Regions from separate parts of the Mus musculus genome. Here region 2 is linked to region 1. The links are chromatin contacts, called in public HiChIP or PLAC-seq maps. All regions are on one chromosome and are shown on one strand. Each heading gives the region's core, a stretch centred on a gene start, on an enhancer-like site or on the middle of the called end of the contact. The rest is flanking DNA. Distances are from core to core; before and after follow the strand shown.

Evidence for each region. HiChIP or PLAC-seq counts read pairs in DNA pulled down with a chosen protein or histone mark.
Region 2: a contact with region 1 is called in an H3K27ac HiChIP or PLAC-seq map of neural progenitor cells, with 6 times the contacts expected there. The contact joins two enhancer-like sites. A contact is called at or near these places in 14 of 484 Hi-C or Micro-C datasets (the G1E-ER4 cell line, adipose-derived mesenchymal stem cells, bone marrow-derived macrophages and 9 more), 2 of 115 datasets of contacts at active chromatin or transcription factors (astrocytes and neural progenitor cells) and 1 of 9 other capture datasets (embryonic stem cells).

What each region holds. Positions count from the first base shown.
Region 1 is chr12:119,162,599-119,167,465 of GRCm38.p6, reverse strand. Itgb8 (integrin beta 8) reads left to right here. Exons shown (of 14, transcript NM_177290.3): 12 at 605-711; 13 at 3,966-4,129; 14 at 4,227-4,663. The coding sequence ends at 4,349. Among named protein-coding and RNA genes, the nearest start is that of Itgb8, 73 kb to the left of the region's middle. Within about 2 kb of position 3,010, at least 73 of the 459 cell types and tissues checked have an H3K27ac peak or open chromatin away from gene starts, as enhancers often do. A contact at or near this core is called in neural progenitor cells, where this site is marked.
Region 2 is chr12:118,928,718-118,933,584 of GRCm38.p6, reverse strand. It overlaps Abcb5 (ATP-binding cassette, sub-family B (MDR/TAP), member 5), which reads left to right. Exons shown (of 28, transcript NM_029961.2): 10 at 977-1,090; 11 at 1,624-1,734; 12 at 4,772-4,867. Among named protein-coding and RNA genes, the nearest start is that of Abcb5, 35 kb to the left of the region's middle. Within about 2 kb of position 2,509, at least 33 of the 459 cell types and tissues checked have an H3K27ac peak or open chromatin away from gene starts, as enhancers often do. A contact at or near this core is called in neural progenitor cells, where this site is marked.

The DNA of each region.
Region 1 (4,867 bases), core at 1,761-4,260:
GTCATGTGTTGCATAACAAAAAATATTGTTTTGTGTAAAAATATTTTTCACTAACAATCTGAGACTTGCTCATAGAGCACTTGTATAAATGTCAGTGTGCCTCCAGCTTGCTTGCTTAAAATTTTAAAACATACTTTCTCAGATCACTAATGCAAGTAAGAATTTTAGAAATATACATAGTTATTTAAATCGTTTAGAAATATAGCATTTTAATATAATGGTGGGGTTTAGTTATTTATTTGCTAGTGAGGATTGAATCCAGGCTCATGGATTCAATTGAGTTGAACTGTGCAAGTACTCTAAAAAGCAACATATCCTACTTATTATATTATTATTATCATTATTTACTATAATTTTATTTTACTTTACAGGCATTGTTTTACTCATGATGACCTTGAATTTACTCTGTAGATCAGGCATTCCTAGGCCATATCATCCTCCTGCCTCAGACTTCATGTATCTGGGATTATTGGCTTTGGCCACCATGCTTTGCTAATGGGTTCAAAATTTGTCCATTGGTTATTTATTTTTCACAGGGTTAGGGTTAGGAATATTCAGTCTATTGACTTTTTAAAGTAGTAATCCTTTCATGTTCCTTGAACAGGAATTGTCTGCAGTGCCTTCACCCTCACAATCTGTCTCAGGCTGCCCTTGATCAGTGTAAATCCTCCTGTGCTGTCATGGAACAGCATCGCATGGACCAAACATCAGGTAAGTCTGAGGAGACTCCTGGGGCAAGGAGTTACCATGTACCTTATTCCTGAAAGAAGGAACAGTGGCTTCATATTGATTCCATTGTAAATTATTGGATTCCTTTTTAAAACAACTCTATCACTGTGTCACAGATATAAACAAAGAAACAGAAACAAAAACACACCCTGTTCTAATATGTATATACAGTATTAAACTGAATCAGTAATCCATTTTTTAATCTCCCAAAGAGAAATACTTAGGTGGTGACACCTCCCTGCTCATTCGCACAGGCTCTATGTGCTGCCTGCCTCCACCAAGGACCAAGAAAATGAATTATCTAGAAGGACTTACATGAGCCAAAAATATAAGTTCACTGTGTAGAATAATGTCACTAAGAGCTCAGGAGCTATGGTTTCCCTATATAACCTAAATTTGTTTCTTCTGCTCACTCTTCACATATCTACAAAAACTTTATTCTCCTGTTTCAGGTAAAACACTAAAATTTTAAGTGATCATCTGCTGTTGTAGTATACCTAAGATCTAAGCTGTAAAACCACCTGTGAAATACAAGCTATACTTGCAGTCAGATCTTTGGAAACGTTCCTTTTGATTCTACTATTTCAACAAATAGAAAACCCAGCCCTGGAGAAATAGCAGAGTAGAAATGTCCTGCACATCTTATGAGTCTGAGGTGTAGCTCTGTTGGTAGAGCACTTGCCTGGCATAGGTAAAGCCTGTGTGCAATTCCCAGCACCACATGAAACTAGGCATCAGGTGACATATGAGAACTTGGGAGTTGGTACCCAGAGATCAGAAGTTCAAGGTCAGCCTCAGATACATGGGGAGTTCAAGGCCATCCTGAGCTATGTAAAATTCTTCCTATTAAAAGGGAAAAAAAAGAAAAAGAAAAAGAGAAAAGTGAAAAGAAAAAAACAACAACTTTGAGGTGGATAATTCTGAATTTGACACAGTGGAAAGAATGTGTTGCTTTTAAGCTAAAAACCTTGGTCTAAAATATAGTAAAGTAAGAAATGTAAGCACTTCTGCAAAATTTCTGTGGGCCTATATCTCATGTACAAAATAGAGGATAAAAAGTGTATTGAATAAAAGGTATGTTTAGTACCTCAAATCAAAGAGGATGTATAATGGGAAAGATGTGAGAGCTATGCTCAAAAACTACTTTTAAACAAAAATTTACTGGAGCACTCCCAAAAGAACTCAAAACACTTTGCACAGGTCTAAGCTGTAAAACCACCTGTGAAATACAAGCTATACTTACAGTCAGATCTTTGGAAACGTTCATTTTGATTCTACTATTTCAACAAATAGAAAACCCAGCCCCGGAGAAATAGCAAAGTAGAAATGTCCTGCACATCTTAGTTTCCCATATTTCATTCCCTTAGCCCACAGTGAATTTGGCTCAGAAAAGAGTCCCATGTGCTGCCAGCTCAGGCTGCAGCAATCTCTCCAGAAAGCCAAGTGCCTTTCTAATAAAGAGGGCCCCTACATATCATTAATTAAGTTAAGTAAACACTACTCTGACTTAAGTGTTGTTGCAAACAGTGTTCCCTTAAAACTCCTTAGAAAAAGACCTAGCCTGACCTCAGCTAAGAAAAGCATGACCAGAGGCAAATGTTGGATCATCATAACAACATTGGGGAAAAATGAATACAGACTTGAACCCTCAACGGGTCCTCTGGCTAACACATTCATAATATTTCTGAAATGTATCAAACTACAAGACTTCCCTCCCCTTAACAACTATTATGCAAGGAAAGGAAAAGAGCATTTGTTAGGCACCTTAATTATTTGTCCACTCAACCACTCTTACAGGGTCTTCTTTCAGTCTCTCTGGCTAAGCTCCCATCAGGCAAAAAGCCAGGATAGGGATCAAGCCACGTGCCCCTCTAAGGATTGGCTTAGCTGATGGAGTAGACTAAGTCAGCCAAGGGATATCACAATCTGTCAGGACATAAGCTATGAGGGTCACTAACCTGAAGGAAAGAAGCTGTAAAAGATCAAATAGCACCACCTTTGGACACACACTTTGTATTCTGTACTCATAATATCTTTAACAAGGAAGCATTGTACCATACTGGCATCTGATGTTCCCATTTCAATGAATAGGAATGGGCGTGTTTTTTAACTCCACAAAGTCTTTTGTCACCAATCACAAACAATGGTCTCTATTAAGTCCACCTAGTTGTAGAAGATCTCTTGCCCCCATTATTGAAACCTTGCCTCATTTAAGAGGCATGCTGGGTTAGCATTGAGCTTTGGAGCCAGAATCAGCTATGACTGGATGCTACTATGCTCATGGCCTTGGCACATCCTCTCTCTAGATGCTCTTTCCTAGGCAACTGCAGCATTCAGACCAGGTCCCTGAAGCGTGCAAAATGGGTGGAGAAACACATGCTTCAGTCCAGGAAGTGTTTTATGAATCTGGGGCAGCTTGTGAGCTCTGTGGAATACCCACTATTGTGCAACCATATTCCTCAGAGACTAGAGTAGACCTCAGGCAAGCACAGAGCTTATACAAATTTTTCCAGTGAGAGTTTGCCAGAGATCTGGTTCTAAAACAAAGGTCTAGCATTTTCCCTCTCCTAACATGGCTTTTCTTTCTTCAGCAAGTGATTATTGTTCGAGGAAGAACACATAATGAATTTGTGGAGGCAAACAGACTAGATTAGTGAAGTTAATTAGTAAAAAGTGAGACGAGAGATTTGGGTATTGTCCAAGATGCAACACTCCTACTTCTCAGAGTCATGATGTCTAATAATAATGAAATCTTACACCAGGGTTTAGAGAAAATATTTATTTCCCTATTAGAGTAGTACTGAGTTTGCTTCTGCAGATGTTTACTTTATTTTCCATTACTGCTGAGCAATAAAGGAGGAGAAAGCATAAAAGGAAAAACACATGCTGAATGCTTGGGGCTGCTCAATATCCTTTTTAAATCATGTTTTCCACATAGTACTGAACTGTACACACCACTATAGCTCTCTCAGTCACTGTTCTAAACAAACTTACATATGGGTAAGAAATTTTGACATAGCAAGCTACAAAAAAATGAAATATTTTAATTGTGAATATTCTCCAAAGAAGGGTTCACTGTTTTGAGTAATCAGTAATGTCAACCTCCTATTGTGAAAATAGAGACTTGTAAAGAAACCTGCTTTTATTATAAGAATGTAAACTATATTTATTTGACAGAAAACTTTGGTTTACTTTAAAAAAAATTTTAACCCATTAACTTGTCTCCTTTCTTGCAGAATGTTTATCTGGCCCAAGCTATCTGCGAATATTTTTCATCATATTCATAGTCACATTCTTGATCGGGTTGCTTAAAGTTCTTATCATTAGACAAGTGATACTACAATGGAATAATAATAAAATAAAGTCCTCATCAGATTATAGAATGTCTGCTTCTAAAAAGGTTGGTGAACTCGGAGGACAATTATATTAATTATATGTGACTGTGCACTTCTAACACTCAGCTCTGTTACTAATCCTAATATTTCTTCTCCATCAAGGATAAACTGATTCTGCAAAGTGTTTGCACGAGAGCTGTAACCTACCGACGAGAAAAGCCTGAGGAAATAAAAATGGATATCAGCAAACTAAATGCTCAGGAGGCCTTCAGGTGCAACTTCTAAATAAGATTAACAAACAAACAAAAACTGTTGGAAGCTGGATGGTTTTACAATTTATTCTAGCAAGTATAATATAAAGTCACAGGAGAAGACAAATTATATTGAAGAGTGTGCCATGAAGACTGGCAAGTGTCTTCACAACCATATGACTCACTCAGCTGCTGAAGTTTTCAGTGAACTATGTGTCTTACTACTGTTGGAGACTAGTGTTGTAGCACTTTATTGTAATATATAACTTATTTAGATCAGCGTAGAATGTAGATCATCTGGGAAAGCACTGATTACACTTTACAGGTACCTGTCAGCCCTGAGCTTCACAGACAAACACGAGGCTATGGAGCAGGTTGCAGGGTGTCACCACCACAGACTGGTGATCCTTCTGTACAACCTGCTGATGAAAAGCATCCAGGAGTAGTTGAAAGCAGTCAACCACACCCGGCAATTGGCATTGTCGAGCTGTGTACAACCAGCTGAGTAAGGGTTAGGCTTTCATTTCAGTTTGGGTGAACAGATGAACTTTA
Region 2 (4,867 bases), core at 1,260-3,759, 230 kb after region 1:
CTAGGCCATCTTCTGCTACATATGCAGCTAGAGACACGAGCTCTGGGGTACTGGTTAGTTCATAATGTTGTTCCACCTAAAGGGTTGCAGACCCCTTCAGCTCCTTGGGTGCTTTCTCTAGCTCCTCCATTGGGGGCCCTGTGTTTCATCCTATAGATGACTGTGAGCATCCACTTCTATATTTGCCAGGCACTGGCATAGCCTCACACGAGACAGCTATATCAGGGGCCCTTCAGCAAAATCTTGCTGGCATATGCAATAGTGTCTGGGTTTGGTGGCTGATTATGGGATGGATCCCCAGGTGGGGTAGTCTCTGGATAGTCCATCCTTTCGTTTTAGCTCTAAACTTCGTCTCTGTAACTCCTTTTATGGGTATTTTGTTCCCTATTCTAAGGAGGAATGAAGTATCCACACGTTGGTCTTCTCTCTTCTTAATTTTCTTGTGTTTTGCGAATTGTATCTTCGGTACTCTATGTTTCTGGGCTAATATCCACTTATCAGTGAGTGCATATCTAACGACTTCTTTTGTGATTGGGTTACCTCACTAAGGATGATATCCTCCAGATACATCCATTTGCCCAAGAATTTTATAAATTCATTCTTTAATAGCTGAGTAGTACTCCATTGTGTAAATGTACCACATTTTCTGTATCCATTCCTCTGTTGAGGGGCATCTGGGTTCTTTCTAGGTTCTGGCTATTATAAATAGGGCTGCTATGAACATAGTGGAGCATGTGTTCTTATTACCAGTTGGAACATCTTCTGGATATATGCCCAGGAGAGGTATTGCTGGATCTTCCGGTAGTACTATGTCCAATTTTCTAAGAAACCGCCAGACTGACTTCCAGAGTGGTTGTCTTCCATATTCTTATGTAAGTCCTCTCATAGTCCATGAGCACAGGCCAAACACACCTCCCAATCCCATTGTCTTTCTTACTTCACTACAAGGTGACTATTGTTTACTTTGTCCCTGTAGGTTTTCTTCAGTGTGATCCATAGTAGTTACTGCATTGGATCTGTAGCCCCTCACCTGGAAACCTTCACAGTAGCCAGAGGAGCTGCCTTTAATATTTTCCAGGTTATTGATAAGGTAGGAGCTCTCACTGCATTGAAAGATATCTGTCCTTACTCTAAGAAGGAACCTGAAAGATAGGAACATTCAACTCCGGAAAACCACAGGGTGGGTAAAACCTACACATTGGTTATTTGGTTATAGAGTGAAAGATTGTGGTTAACTTTTGTGGGGGAATGATTTTTTATTGAAAACTTCATGTCTGTCTAGTGGTAGTGGCATACACCTTTAATCCCAGCACTCAAGAGGCAGAAGCAAGTGGATTTCTGTGAGTTTGAGGCTAGCCTGGTCTTCAGAACAAGTTCCAGCCAGGGCTACACAGAAAAACCATGTCTCAAAGAAAACAAAAAGCAATAAAACAAAATAAACAAAGAAAGAAAAAAAAGAAAGGAAGAAAGAGAAAGAAACAAAGACAAAATTTCATGTCTAGTTTCATGTACTTCTAAAACAGGAAGGAGATTTTAAAAGAACTTTAGGGTCCATCTCTAAACTATTCTGGGATAGAAGCTTAACCCTTTAAAGATGTATAACAATCTCTTTGTTTTTCCAAGAAACCCAATATAGATAACTTTTCAACAGCTGGATTTGTACCTGAATGTATAGAAGGAAACATAGAATTTAAAAATGTTTCTTTCAGCTATCCATCAAGACCTTCTGCCAAGGTATGTTAAATTCAGTTTCATTCTTCCATTTTCTGACATTGTCTTCAGGCCAGAATCTTCTGTTGTGGGAACTTTTTTTAAAGATTCTTTTATTTATGTATGTGTGATATGTGACTATATGCTCGTTAACCTGTGGGAGTGTGCATATACATGTGTGCATGTACCTGTGGAGGCCAGAGATCAACATTTGGTGTCCTCTGTGATCAGCCTCCACCTTACATATTAAGGAAGTGTCTCTCACATGAACTGGAAGCTCTACAGTTTGGTTAGTTTGCTAGCCAGTTTGCTAAGGGATCTCCTGTTGCTGTTTCCCACACTGGGATTACAGATAGCTGCCTCCACCCCTTCCAGAATCCCTATGAATGCTCTGGAGTTAAACTGCAATCCTCAGACTTGCATGCCAAGTACTTGCCCAGTCCCTTCTTTCGGATGATTTTGACCCAGATTTTGTCTACTTCCTTAAAGAAGCAAGTAGGCCAATATCTGACAAGCAGTGAGCAAATATATCTGGATATTGCGGGGCTTGTGGTTTAATAATAAAGCTGTGGAGACATCTGTATAGCATAAGGCTGTTAGCCTGTTTGCTGGGCAGTCTCACAGCTAGCCCATAATTTAAACTGACATCTCCAGTCATTTGACTCTTTCTCAGCTCTACCTCAGGGCCTTGCTACCTTTCTTTCTCTCTCCCTGTCCTCCAACCAGTCCTCCAACCAGTCCTCCTGCCAATCCTCCTGCCAGCCCTTCTGCCCCAGATCCAACCGCAAGCTCTTTATTATGCTAAAATCCCCCTCCTTTTCGTCCAGTTGGCCTGGGAGGGGGCGGTGGGGGCGGGGAATAGTATGTGTGACCTTCCCTTTCACAGCTTGCTTTTTCTCTTGGGTTGGGTGAGAAAGCAACAAATATTTACAGATCCTGCTAGCCTGGCGCTGCCAACCCAGCAATTAACAATTGAGAATACAAGAGCATACCTTATAACACGTGTTATCTGCAACCGTGATTTATATTTTCCTTCCTCTCTCCTGTATTGGACCGATAGTCATTTTTAACTGCCAATGTTTCCTCCATGCTCCTTTTCTAAGCACACTAAAATGTCTTGGATTAATGCTGCCACCTACTGGTGATGCCGGGATATTATCCAGCTGTATTTAATTTATTTGAATATGGGAGTTTCCAACCTTCAGATGAGTTCCTGTTAAGCCTTCCCTCTCCTACCTTTAGGACTTCTACTGCATGTGCAATTGTATCTTAGATACCCTTCCTCTCACTTTCCACACTCTCATTCACACACACAGGCACACGTACATACCTGTGCCCGTGCACAGACACACATTTATCAAAACACAGTCTGTCCCATTCGAATCACTCGGCCTTTAATTGTTAATGCCCAGCCCATGCTCTCTTGGAGTGCACTCAACATACTAATCTTTTAAAAACAAATAATTCTTGGGAAAATATGTCTGCTGTTCCTATTAAATTGTCCTTATATTTGTATTTATATTTAATTAATGCATTTGCTTCCTCTGCTACCCACCCTCAAAAGGAGAATTGTTAAGGATTACAAAAGGCAGCTACTAACAAAATACGTAATTAGGATATAAGAAGTGGGGACAAAATTTTATGTGAAACAAATGAGATTGCTAATGCTATCAACTTCTAATGTGCCGTATAGAATTTGCATTAAAAATAATGCACCCACTTCTTTCTCTGTTTTTCTCTGACTGGCGTTTTTTACTGAAATTCTCTCCTCAGAGTCTTTTGCTTTATGACTTGTTTGTCACCATCGTTGTCTGGGTTTTTGCCTTTTCTCCTAACACAGCATTTTAGACTGCATTTTGGATATACATTTAAGCTGGGTTCTGGGACCCTGAGCACCAGTTATGCCAATAATGCCCCGGGCCACGCTCTCTGGGTTCTAAACAATTCTTATTTGTTTCTTTATTTTGAAGCTGGGTTTTCACTAGTACCCCAAGCAAACTCCTGGCTAGCATACCTGGGTAAACAATTGCCTTTAACTAATTTGTGTATCTGTTTGGGAGAGAAGGGGACATGCCACTTTGCACAGGTGAAAGTCAAGAACAGCTTAGCTTTCAAGACTTGGCTTTCCACTCCCAACTCACTATTTGGAATGTACCTTGTAAAAATATTAGACCTATTCTAAAGGGGAACTTTCCTAAGTAACTCAATTATTTGTCAAGATTCCACTTGCTACAAATTAAAAAATAAAACATTAATTTGGTTGTTTTAAGATTCGTGTAAGGTATTTCAGTTAAAAATGTGAAGTTTGCAGGCTTGGTAGATGATTTGCTTGGTAGTGAGCAAGTAAGGTACCCACTACTCAAACATGAGGCCGAGGGTCCAGATCTCCAGCACTCACTTAAAACCTGGTAGTTATGGCAGCCCACTCATAATCCCAGAATATGGGAGGCAGAGATAGAATCCCCCCAAAATGCTAACCAACCCAGACTCACTGAAAACTAGGCTCAGAGAGAAACCTTGCCTCAATATATAAGGTGGAAAGCAATTGAGGAAAACTCCTGTTGTGAACATGGAGCCTCTATGTGTATGTACACATACATACATGTATACCTGCACACATGCAAACACACATCATGTGCACATACAGTGTGCACATGGAACAAGGAAGGGAGAAGGAAGAGAGAGGAAAGAGGGAAAGAGAAAGCAATGAAGGATGAATGTGATCAAGATATACATACCATACTTATGGTAATGTCATAAAGAAACCCATTATAATTTTGTACAATTAAAATATGCTATTAAAAATATGGGAAGAGTTTTCTGTGCCTAGATAACTCCTAAATTAGATCTCTTCTATGTATAAAGAAATGTTTAAATACTGTACTCCCAAACTGTGTATTACTATAGGTATAAATGGGGTATTATACAAATAAATATAAGATCTAAATTGTTTTCATGTGCCACCTAAGAATTTTTCTGTTTATAATTACAGATTAATTTTCTGACTGTATTATATAACTGTCTGTCATTCCTAACTGTGTCATTCCTGTGCATCTAACAGGTTCTGAAAGGTCTCAATCTGAAGATTAAGGCTGGAGAGACAGTAGCCTTGGTTGGTCCCAGTGGCAGTGGCAAGAGTACGACAGTGCAGCTTCTG